Linked DNA regions of Mus musculus: region 2 is linked to region 1. Evidence: chromatin contacts called from public HiChIP or PLAC-seq data. All regions are on one chromosome and are shown on one strand. Each heading gives the region's core, a stretch centred on a gene start, on an enhancer-like site or on the middle of the called end of the contact. The rest is flanking DNA. Distances are from core to core; before and after follow the strand shown.

Region 1 (5,712 bases), core at 2,357-4,856:
AGGTAAGTTCCCCATACTCACAAGGGTGACTCTAATTATGAGGGGACAGGAGAGCGGGCAGCAGCAGCAGAGACAGGCCTGGAAACCCTCTGTGGCTTTTCACTGGAGAAGGAAGGTCACTGGTTAAGGAGAGCATGCAAGAGCCTCTTAAAGCTGGCAAAGAGAAGGACTTGGCTTCTTCTTGGAGCCTAAGGATGTAGCTTTCCAGTAGCTTCATTGTGGCCCAGTGAGACACACTTAGGACCTTTGACCTGTGACCTTTGCCTTGCATAATTATGAGATTATATATCTGTAAATGTGTAGTCGTATTTTAAGTCACCAAGTCTCTGGCAATCTGTTACAGCAGCAATATGAAGTCAATCCATGAAGTCAGTTATCACCACTTAGCAGAAACTTAATGACTGAGCTAAAGAGTCCTGTTACTCTAGTGCTGTCCTCCTTTTTGCTCTTCAGAGTATTTTCCACCACATAGAAATTATAAACATTAACTCTTGCTAGATAATATAAACATTAATTTATTTTTTACTTTTTATCTTTTTTGGTTTTTCAAGACAAGGTTTCTCTGTGTAGCCCTGGCTGTCCTGGAACTCCCTCTGTAGACCAGGCTGGCCTTGAACTCAGAGACCCACCTGCCTCTGCCTCCCAAGTGCTGGAATTAAAGGCATGCACCACCACGCCAAGCAACATTAATTATTTTTAATTTACATTTATGGTATGTATGTGTGTCTCTCTGTGTGTGCACATGTGCACCATGGTAGATGTGTGGAGGTCAACTTGCAAGGGAGAATTGTCTCTTTCTATTACATATTACATATTACATCCCAAAGATGTAACCCGGGGCTCGTACCCGCTGAGTTATCTTGCTAGCCCAAAGTACACATTTTTAAAGTTTCTTTCACATTAGCATGTGGCCTCCATAGAAAGAGTAGTGCCTCAAGCATTTAGAATTAAGTCTGATACATAGCAGGACTTAGAAGAGGAGAGGGGTGGATGCTGAGGAGGAGAGAGGGGGCGGGGACTAGGAGGAGAAGAGGGAGGGGTAGCTGCAATCGGGATATAAAGGCTGTGTTAATAAAAATACAAAAATAATAATAACGAAAGAGTAACTTCCTCCCTGTGTAGTCATTCTCCCTCCTCCCTCCCCCTCTTCCCAGTGGGAAACTTGCAAAGGAAAGAATTTGGAGCCATCTAGAAATGAGGCATTGTGGTAACACTGCTTCTTCCTTCCAGCACTTACTCTAACACTTACCCAAGGCTGGGGGTGAATCCCACCAAGCTAGCCGTTCCGGAAAACTATCAGATTGTTCATGCTGAGAAGAGGGCAAATCCTAGGATCTGAATCTGTAAATTCCCCATAATTTTGAACCTCACTTTGATGTATTTTCTGGATACTATAATCTTCTCCTGACTGCCTTCAGATTAAGATGTAGAACTCTCAGCTCCTTCAGTACCATGTCTACCTGGATGCTGCCATGCTCCTGCCTCGATGATCATGAACTAAAACCTCTGAACCTGTAAGACAGCCCCAATTAAATGTTGTCCTTTTGTAAGAGTTGCCTTGGCCATGGTGTCTGTTCACAGGAATGAAACCTCAACTAAGACAGACATTTAGCTATGGAGATCATGTCCCAACTTTACAATTACATTTGGCCAGGTGACCAATGAAATGGTGGCCAATGAAATGTGAACAGAATATCTTATGGCAGTTTCTAACCGACTAGCATGTGTGTTCTGTCTTCCATTCTCTTGTCCAGAACTTGGATGGTTCTAGCCATGTAATGCCAGAGTCCCAGTGGGAATCCTGGAGCTATGAGCAGTTGTTGCCACTACAGCCTGGAGCAAAAGAAAAGGCTGTAAGATCAAAGTGTACAGAAGAATTAGAAATAACTAAATTCGAAAACTAGCAGAAATGAGTACAACACATGTATTGTTGTATGCATTACATATATTTATGTAATGGCAATATAGACCAATAAAAATTAAAGCATATAATTGCTACTTACTGTTGGAGTAATGTTTTTGTGCATTGTATAAAGATTATCCTTGTATTATTCAAATGTTGGTTTCTGAACCAGCAGAGACCTGACTGATTTAGGTAACCATCTCCTGCCTTAGTATTTTCTGGACAATATTCTCTGTCACCTTCCGATTGGTTAAAATAAAAAGCCTATGACCTACAGCAATACGCAGAATAGTACGGTGGAACTTCCAGAGAGGGAGAGGGACTCCAGGAAGGAGTCAGGCACGGAAGATTCATCCTGACGGACACGAAGGAATAAGCAGGTTGAGAAGAAAGGAGAGGTAACTAGGAACGAGGGGAACAATGCCTAGCTATAAGGCCAAAAGCTTATAAATAAATACAGTCTTCATGCCTATTCAGGAACTGGGGTGTGCATAAAAATCCCTAACATTTACAACTTACAACAGTGAGACTGTCCTGAAAGGTCCTCGTGAAACCAAATACCCAAGGATAAAGACTAGAAAGAGGCAAAGCCATAATGAGTGATGCTGGAAAGCAGGGTGGTGCTTTTAGGTTGATGTAGGGACCGGAGTGAGGACAAGAGGCAGCTATGTGGTGCTGCTAACTCCATGGGTGTGATCTCTTAGTCAAAGCTCTTTGACCTCTTCCTGTTTTGTGTCTTTTCCTTTAAACTTAAGAATGTATTGGCTTACTCTTAAATGACTTCGATTTGTTTGTTTGTTTGTTACTTAATAAAACCAAGGTTAGATGCTGAAACCTTAGCCATCCCACATAACACTAATGTAAAGATTGGGGCATGAGTGTGTCTGTGTGCCTGGCAACAGGTGCTACAAAACAAAAGTCTTCCTAAATCATCTGTAAAACCAAATATTGTTGTGGCATGGCACCCTAGACCTCGTGTACAGAGTCATATGCAATGAGATCTCTTTATTGTACCCACATTTCTGCCTGATAAGGAAATAAATCTATTTGACAGAATAAAAAATCCCTCATACAAAAAAATATTTGGGGGAGGCGAGGGGGGGGGCAACATTAACCTCAATTCTGAGGGCCCAAGAGAAAAAGGATAGGAGGTTTAAAGAAAGCCTTTTCTGTCCTGAAAGAGATTAAATCGTCACATTCTTTCTCTGTAACCAGAACATTTACTAAGGCAATCCCAGCTGCTTCCAACAAATATGCTAGGTGGCTTTGCCAGAAAGAGGCAGAATAGAGTAATAATGAAAGCAGCTATGATAAAAAAAAAAAAATAACCAGACAAAGCTGTGTTGAAGACAAGAGGGACAGAGACTGGTTCCTACCATAAGATCTATGCATACTCTAAAGACTTACTTCTTCTGAGCGCCCAGAGTAATGCCCAGTGTAGCCCAGAGTAGTTGCCCTGGTAGCCAAGAGCAAAAAGATTTTTCCAAAAGCATTTAAGTGTTTAAGGAAAAGGAGAGAGAGAAAAAAAAAAAAAGGAACAAAACCCGTGCTAAAATTTCTCTAGCAGTTTAAGACAACGTAGGGGGTTAAAATGATTTTTATCGTGGCTCCTTGAAGGCATTTCAACTTGGCTCAAGCAATTGTGTAATGTCCAGGAGGAAGTAATGGGTTTGTGTGACCTGGTTTTCCTTGGCCTCAGACTCTAGGGCATAATCAGAGTGGCCAGCAGACTCTGTATGACCTTGTTGTCCATCAGCACTGAGGAAGCCTCCTACTGTTGCCACCCCCACCCCTCCTCCCAGGGCCAACAGCTGTTTGCTTACCTTTCAGCCTCAGAGCTCCCACACATACCTGCCCTCTACTTCCCTCCTGAGATGGTGCTCCATGTATGACTCACACAGAGGATAGACATCCTCCCGTAGGGGCAGCAACAGCTTTTTTTTTCAAGCCCTGGAGTATGTCTCCTGCTTCTGCAGTTGTTGGCACTGACTTCTGTCTCTCTCATGGCCCCCAAATGTGATGCCTCCCTCCCTGTCTCCTTCCCATTTTGGGTGGAGATAGCTTTGACTCTTCTAGTCTTTTTCAACCCCAACCCTGAGTAGAAGCCACCAATGCCCCCCCACCCCCCACTCTCCACTAGGCCCTCCACAGTGGCTGCCTGAGGTTCCCTACGTTCCAACTCCCAAATGAGTCACATTCTTATTTTCCTATTCCACCTCCCCCGATTCTGACCCACCCCTTTAGATGGCTAGAGAAGAAAAGTTTCTCTCTGACTTGAGCCTGTGACACCATGAACCAAACTTGTATGTCAGATTGTTTTTCCTTAATCTTCCCTAAAAATGGCTGTCTTCCCAGAAAGCCCAGATGTGTGAATCCTGGGAAACGCCTTAAACCAGAGCAGATGACACTCTTGTCAGCATGGCCCTGATGTTAGTCCCTCAATGTTGGTGTCTCTGATCTTGTCTTAAGCAGGTCTGTTCTAGAAAGTTCACACTGTCCCACAGTATTTCCATTATCCCAGGCCAGCAGCACTGCTTAAACTAGTGATTCTCAATCTGCCTAATGCTGTGACCCTTTTATAAAGTGCCTCATCTTGCGGTGACGCCCCCTCCCCCACCATAAAATTATTTTTCATTGTGATGTCATAACTGTAATTTTGCTATTGTTATAAATTGTAATGTAGATATCTGTGTTTTCCAATGGTCTTACGCAGCCCTTGGGAAAGGGTTGTTGGGGTCGAGACCCACAGGTTGAGAACCACTGATTGAGTCAGACACTACAGCTGCTTAATGCATGTTTTATTCTAGGGACTTTAAGGTACGACCCACAATTACTCAGCAAGGGAGGTCTGTCCCCATTTTAGATATGAGGAATCATAAAGCTGGCTTTCCTGTTTTCTTTTCAGAAACCTCTCTTGCTGGTTTAAAGATATTTCCTGTTAAGATCCACTACAGAAGACACAGTGTCCTTGAAGTCATAAGAATCCCAGGATCTTTTCCCGGGGTTCTGGGACAAAGAGACCCTGGATTTTGAGGAAGGCAACCTATGATTTTAGTTGAATGTGGCCATTTAGGGATTATGAAGGGAAACCAGTATGTATGTATGTATGTATATATGTATGTATATATGTATGTATTTCTGACCAAAACATCTAATTAAAAAATAATTGCAATAGCATAGAAAACAACAACAACCATAAAAAGAAATTAGAAGTGGGAATCAAGGTAAAAAAAAAAATGCAGAGGCCTTGGCTCCTAAAAGGCCAACACCCCTGCTGAGCTGGGCTTAGCCCCAGCCCTCTCTGAGTTTTCCTTGACTGCTGACTTCTCATCCTCTTCCATAAGATGAATGTTGTGCTTCTCCTGGAATTCACTGAGTTCTTTCCCCTTTGCTTGAAGCTTCTGTGACAGTGTCTCAATGACCTTCTGTATCTGCTCCTTGTTGATTGATTGATTGATTGATTGATTGATTTAGTGCTGGCAAAAGTTAACCTGCTTTCTAAGTAAGGGATTGTGTGTGGTTAGTTCGGGGGAAGGAGTCTTTTAAGTGGAAATTTCTGGTTGTGTCTTGTGAGGCAGGCTCAGGTGATGTTCTGCTGAGGCCAGACACATTAGAACACTTGTGGTGTTTAGAGAGAGTATACATAGGGCTCAATGGACAGTGAGGGGGTGCTTGCATAGCCAACTGTGCAACTCTTCATTGGTCTCCAGTCTCTGCTGCTCTTCATTGAGAGAGACACAATACAGAGCCTCTGGTGTCCTGGCTGGTCCTGGTTGCTCCTGCTGACTCCTGCTGATTCAGTGGAGGCC
Region 2 (5,585 bases), core at 1,720-4,219, 170 kb before region 1:
AGAGAATTGGATTTGCACCCAGGAAGCGTCTCAGGATGCAGGCAACTGCATCATCTGGGAGGCGGGTGACACATTCAGAAAGGTGGGGAGGTCACAGAGCTTGCATCCAAATGCACCTGTAATACTGCAGGAAGCAAAGGGCCGGCAAATGTGACAACCTATGACATCTGTTGCTTGGCATCTTAATGCTACCTTCAAATTTTATCGATCCCCCCCCATGCCCCCTCTTATATCTAAAGTTAACCCTCTGGTGCTAAAACAATCTTAAATGTTTCCAACATTTTGTTTCCCTGTCATTTGTAAACCAAAGTTAGCCCGTCTCTGTCTGTAGTTGAGCTGCCGGCCTTGCATCCTGGAAGTCTAGAAGTGACTGGCATTTTGAAGAATTAGTTTCACATTCACCTCCCAGGGTATGAACGACACTCAGGCCTTTAATCTGTCCTTGACCTCAATCTTACCTGCTTGCCCTCTAAGGTAGAGATAACACTGGAAACCTTGTATTGCCAACAAAACAAAGAACACAGGCCTTGAAGCTGGCTCTCCTCATCTATGAGGACAGCAAAGTACTAAGAAGCAAGCAGGAAACCAACCCCTTGTTCCTGCATGTTCAAAGAAGTCCAGCTCGCCCAAGCTTACCGTCAGCCTTCAGAGTGCTGATCGTACTGGCGATTCAGTACACTTAAGGAGCACAAGGGCTCTTCTCAAAGTCACCTGAAAGGGGTGTTTGTTTGTTTGTTTCTTTCTTTTCTGGTTGAGTTTTTCTTGTTTTTTTTTTCATTCTGAATAATCATGTCTGCCCACATATCTCTCCCTCTCCTGCTCTCTCTCCCTCTCCCACCTCCATTCCTCTCAGATTTTTGAGTCAATGTTTCAGTAGCTCAGGTTGGCCTCCATTTTGTAGCACTCTTCTTCTTCAGCCCCTTAAGCAAGCCCCAGATGTCCTTTAGCATGGTCTGCTACACGTATCATTAGACTAGAAAATGAACTGTACTGTCTTATTTCACAAGAATGTACTCAACAAAGAGTTTGGCCTTCCTACAAAACTTTGACCTTGGTCAGGGGTTTTAATTTTTCCTCCTTATATGTTAGTCTTATGTGTTTATTACAGCCATGGCCTCTTGTTCCAGAAATGAATTTCTGTAAACGCCCAGTTGCCGCTGCTTAAAATTCTCTGGTGAGGACAGGGTGCGGGCAGCTTCACCTGTGGAAGACCTATGCATTAAAATTTGCAAATAGGATCTGTATGGGACAATCTGAAAGTAAACAGCCAGGGAGGACAACTGATTTTTTAAAAGTCAGTGGGTCAGGATTCAGATTTATTCTTATTAATGTGATTATCTGAAAACTGCTGTTGGTTAAACTTAGTGTGTCCAATACTTATTATTAAAAACAAGTGAGATACAAGCTCAGGTTTAAAAGAAAAATCTTCCAGCTTAACCAAACTCTACCTTTCACCAATAGCCATTGTTCTTTCTACAAGCTATTAAATAATAAGGTTGAGAGAAGAATTAAAATATTGATTTTCTGTGTTTACTTACAGTTAATTCTCTTTCTTGCCTTTTCTTTTTTTGGATAGGGGCTTGTATACACTCAGAATATTCCTTCTTCCGCTCCCAGGCAGGAGGGAAAGATAAACAGACGCCTGTCAGGCTCTTGTATGAGAAACCAGATCATGACCTTGTCTCTTCCTAAAAGTCCCCCAACCCCCTTAATTTCATCACATTGTCGGAAACTGAGTTTTGGACTTGACACTTTCAAACACTTTCACTGTGTGAAATAATGCTCAGAAAGTGGCCAGATCTCACTTCTGTTGCGATAAAACCTGTAGCACTTCGTTGTGTGCCTTGCCATGCCTGTGGCTTTAATAGAGTTCTTTTCTCTATACAGCAATCCACTTATGGAGTGGACATACCCCACTCTACCCCATACATAAATCCAAACTGATGATGATCAAGTTCCAAGCATGTATGTTTCTGATTTTCTCAGTAAGAAGCCTCTCTGCCTGCTTAGGAAGTCTGAGGTTTAGGCTTACTTCGTGTAGCAGGATAGCTGATGTCTCCTTTTCAACTACAAAGTAGCTTTCCCTCACTGAGGTTAAACTTTGTATTGCCTTTGTCCTCATTTTTAAGGGGTTTTAGAAAACCTGTTTTTCAGTGACTTTGCCAACATCCAAGATTCAATCATCAATCAAACATGGAGCCCAGAGGCCTTTTCTTTCTTCTTAGAGAACCTAGAGGGATATCTTTCTTCCCTGAGCCAAAAGGGCTCCACACACCACCACTACCTTCTGTCTCACACAGGAAGCACAATTCCTGTCCCTAGAATTTTGTATTTCTTTCTTAGGCAAAAATCCAAACTTCCTTTTGACACTGACCGTTTCTACTTGGAAAGAAGCCAGCAGGTTACACGGGGTGTGTTAAGGTTTCGTTGACTGTAACAAAAGGCCTGAGCAGATCAGTTTAAAAAGAGAGAAAGATTCGTCTTGGCTTAAGTTTTGGAGGTTTCCCTCCATAACTAGTTAGTGCCGATGCTTTAGGCCTGAGACGCACACCATGACTCCAACACACAGTGACGCTAACTGTTCCCCTCACAGGCAGGCATGAAAGAGAAAGAGTATTCCATTATCTTCTCCAAGGAATTGCCCCAGTGACTGACAACCTCCCTTGAGGCCCCACCTAAACTTTCATTCCCTTCCTGCTCATCCAAGCTCCGGAGCCAGGCCCCTAACACATGGGCCCTTTCCCGAACCTTCCGATCTATACTGCCCCACGCAGCCCACCTGCGGCTTTCTGCTTCTGTCTAGTTTGGGTCTACTGAGTTCTTTCTGTGGCTTTTGAAGATATCTGTGTCTTTTATTTCTCTTCTGGTTTGATGTATCCTTGCCAAGTGTCAGAGCAGCGCAGACTCTTCCCTGAGGGCCGAGCTGTCCTGTGAGATGTAGCAACTCACAGAGCGAAAGCAGAAGCTCGCAGTAAGTGAAGCTGTGGTGGGTCCTCCCTCCTCAAAAAGTCTGCATTCGCTGCTGTAGCCGCTAAGGCTAAAAGTAGCTCCTTCCTCGGCTCAGTTGCCACCTCTTAAAATAGAGTGCAGAAGGACCTGCAAGATATTTAAGACTTCTCTTTCCCCTCCCTCAGAGTTATTACCCCCCCCCCTTTCTAAAGCAAGTCTTTGGGACAAAATAGTTTATCTTTTTTTTTGTTTTGTTTTCTGTTTTTGTAATTACATTCACATTTGAAGAAAGTCACAATAGCAAGGTGAACCATCTCCAGACTTGTGAGGCCGGATGTAAAAGAGCTTTGGAAATACCAACCTAAATCCAGCTCTCATTACGTTCAAAGCAGTAAAGAAAAGAGGTGGATTAAAGATGCCAAAAAGATTCTCAGGCCCCAGATCCTCCAGAGAGAGGTAGTTATCTGCTCCTCCAGAGCAAAGTGGCGTGTGCTTTCTTGGACCAATACACTGAGATGGGAGTGGCCCTTTTCTGCCCTGTGGCTTTGGAGAGATGCACTGCCCATGGTGGTGCCCTGTGACACCCTGTATCCCCATGGTGGTGCCCTGTGACACCCTGTATCCCCATGGTGGTACCCTCTGACACCCTGTATCATGCTGTGCTGATCTTGGAGCTGCTGGCTGGCATCTCCTGTCCCTCTAATACTAATCCTTACAGGCTCAGATTCCTCGGTGCTCTTGTGTTTTCTCGCCAAGGTCAGCGTCCTCCATTTCTCAAAATAACATTTCAAAGCTCTGGAAAACTCAATGTGCCTTCAATTTTCTGTTGCTATTGAACGAGATACAAGTAGTTTCTTGTGTAATTGATTTTATTTTTTTTTAACTTGACAGCAGATTTGAAATAGCTCTTTTGGTATGAAGTCCATAGAACACCTTGACCCCAGAGATGAAGCCAAATTTAAAAAACAAACAAACAAACAAACAAACAAACAAACAAACCTTCAAAGGCCATGGCTTCATGGTCAAGACCAGAATAATTAGGGATGTAGACTTCGAAAGCAAATGAATATTAATCAGCAGGAGTTTGTGATCCAAGGTTGCCCCTCTCTAGGCTGGAAAATTTTGGACAGTTCGCTCACCTAATTTTCTCAGTTTTAAAAATGTTACACATTGTCCTATGAGATTATGCTTTCACAGATTTCTTCAAAAAAGCAACTTTATGGAAATAAGCATTCCCATGACAAGAAATGAAGGGTGGATAATTCTTTGGGGTGTCAAGGGTAAAGATTATTTAAGTCATGTTTACTTTTTTGAAGAACATTTCCAGTTAGACTCAACTGTGTGACATAAGTTTTTCTTCTGCATTTCTTGCCTCACGCTGGGGCCTCCATGGTAGCTAACATCTGGATGACAACCAGAAGCTGACAAATCAGGGAAAGCGGGAGAGAGAGTTCCTGCTCTCTGATTTTTCTTCTCAAAATAGTTTCCTGGGCCCATCTGATCAAGCACCGCTAATCTGAATTGCTCAAAAATTGAACACCTGGGAGTGCTGATGTGGTATCACGAGTGGAAATTTTTTCAACTGACCAGATGTGACAATCGCTGTTGGAATATCAGCACACTGAAAGCCGCACATAAAATTACCTTCAGGCTATGTGTCTAGAGTATATATAAAATGCAAATTAATTTCATAGAACTAGGTCCTGTTCCCAGTACATCTTGTTATGTATATTCAAACATTTCAGGCAAGGAATATTTGCTATGTAAAGATTTTCAGGCCCTATAATTAGATTTGGGTTTTAGAAGAGCTGGGAGGCCCTTGAGTCTATGTTTGATTGATGTCCCCATGGTATTCGCAACAGGACAAGTTTTGGAATAGTTTTCCATCAGCACTGCCACTATGAGAGGGGCTTCTTAGTCTTTAGCATGTGAGACCCAGGACTATTAAACATTCTACACGGCTCAGCCAAGAGTAAACAGGGTCCTTAAAATGCTCATGTCACATTGAGAAGGGGACAGTGTGACAAGAGAGGCTGTGATGGAGTGATATACATGCAAGATGAAAACAAGAAAAAATTGAAATGAGAGCAGCTATGTCTCCAGTGGTGGAGAAAAGATGGCTCCACTAAAGTAATAAAGAATGCCAGCCTTGGGTGGTAATAGGGGATACAGCGGGAATGAGCATCTTCTCCCTCAAAAGGCGATGGCTATCAGGCAGGGCCCTAGCCCAGGGGGACATAATGGACCAACTGGCTACAGTGGTGTGAAGCTTCAGTGATCTACAACAGCACAGGGTTTGATTGCTGGGACTGACTCATAAACCTGGAACGCAACCATCATTCCTTACAGAGTCTGTCTTAGCCTGTTTTCTGTTGCTCTCATAGAGTTCTTAAGACTGGGTAATTAACAACAGAAAGACGCTTATTTCTGGCTTATGGTTCTTGAGACTAGCATGCCCGAGAGCATGCTAGTGGGGACCTTCTGCTGCTTCAGTTCATCTTGAAAAGTAGAAGCACACATGAGTGAAAAGACATGTGTGTGTGTGTGTGTGGACCATAGAGACACACATGGTCATGATGTAACAACCCAGCCTCACAGTTGCTAATCTAATCCTATGGGACCCAGTCCCACCATCA

What was found. HiChIP or PLAC-seq counts read pairs in DNA pulled down with a chosen protein or histone mark.
Region 2: a contact with region 1 is called in an H3K27ac HiChIP or PLAC-seq map of microglia, with 6 times the contacts expected there. The contact joins two enhancer-like sites. A contact is called at or near these places in 1 of 39 promoter capture datasets (embryonic stem cells), 1 of 484 Hi-C or Micro-C datasets (adipose-derived mesenchymal stem cells), 1 of 115 datasets of contacts at active chromatin or transcription factors (microglia) and 2 of 9 other capture datasets (embryonic stem cells and liver).

The regions. Positions count from the first base shown.
Region 1 is chr13:113,488,590-113,494,301 of GRCm38.p6, reverse strand. All of the region lies in intron 1 of 4921509O07Rik (RIKEN cDNA 4921509O07 gene), which reads left to right. Among named protein-coding and RNA genes, the nearest start is that of 4921509O07Rik, 11 kb to the left of the region's middle. Within about 2 kb of position 3,606, at least 54 of the 459 cell types and tissues checked have an H3K27ac peak or open chromatin away from gene starts, as enhancers often do. A contact at or near this core is called in microglia, where this site is marked.
Region 2 is chr13:113,654,810-113,660,394 of GRCm38.p6, reverse strand. No RefSeq gene overlaps it. Among named protein-coding and RNA genes, the nearest start is that of Gm34586, 3.2 kb to the left of the region's middle. Within about 2 kb of position 2,969, at least 14 of the 459 cell types and tissues checked have an H3K27ac peak or open chromatin away from gene starts, as enhancers often do. A contact at or near this core is called in microglia, where this site is marked.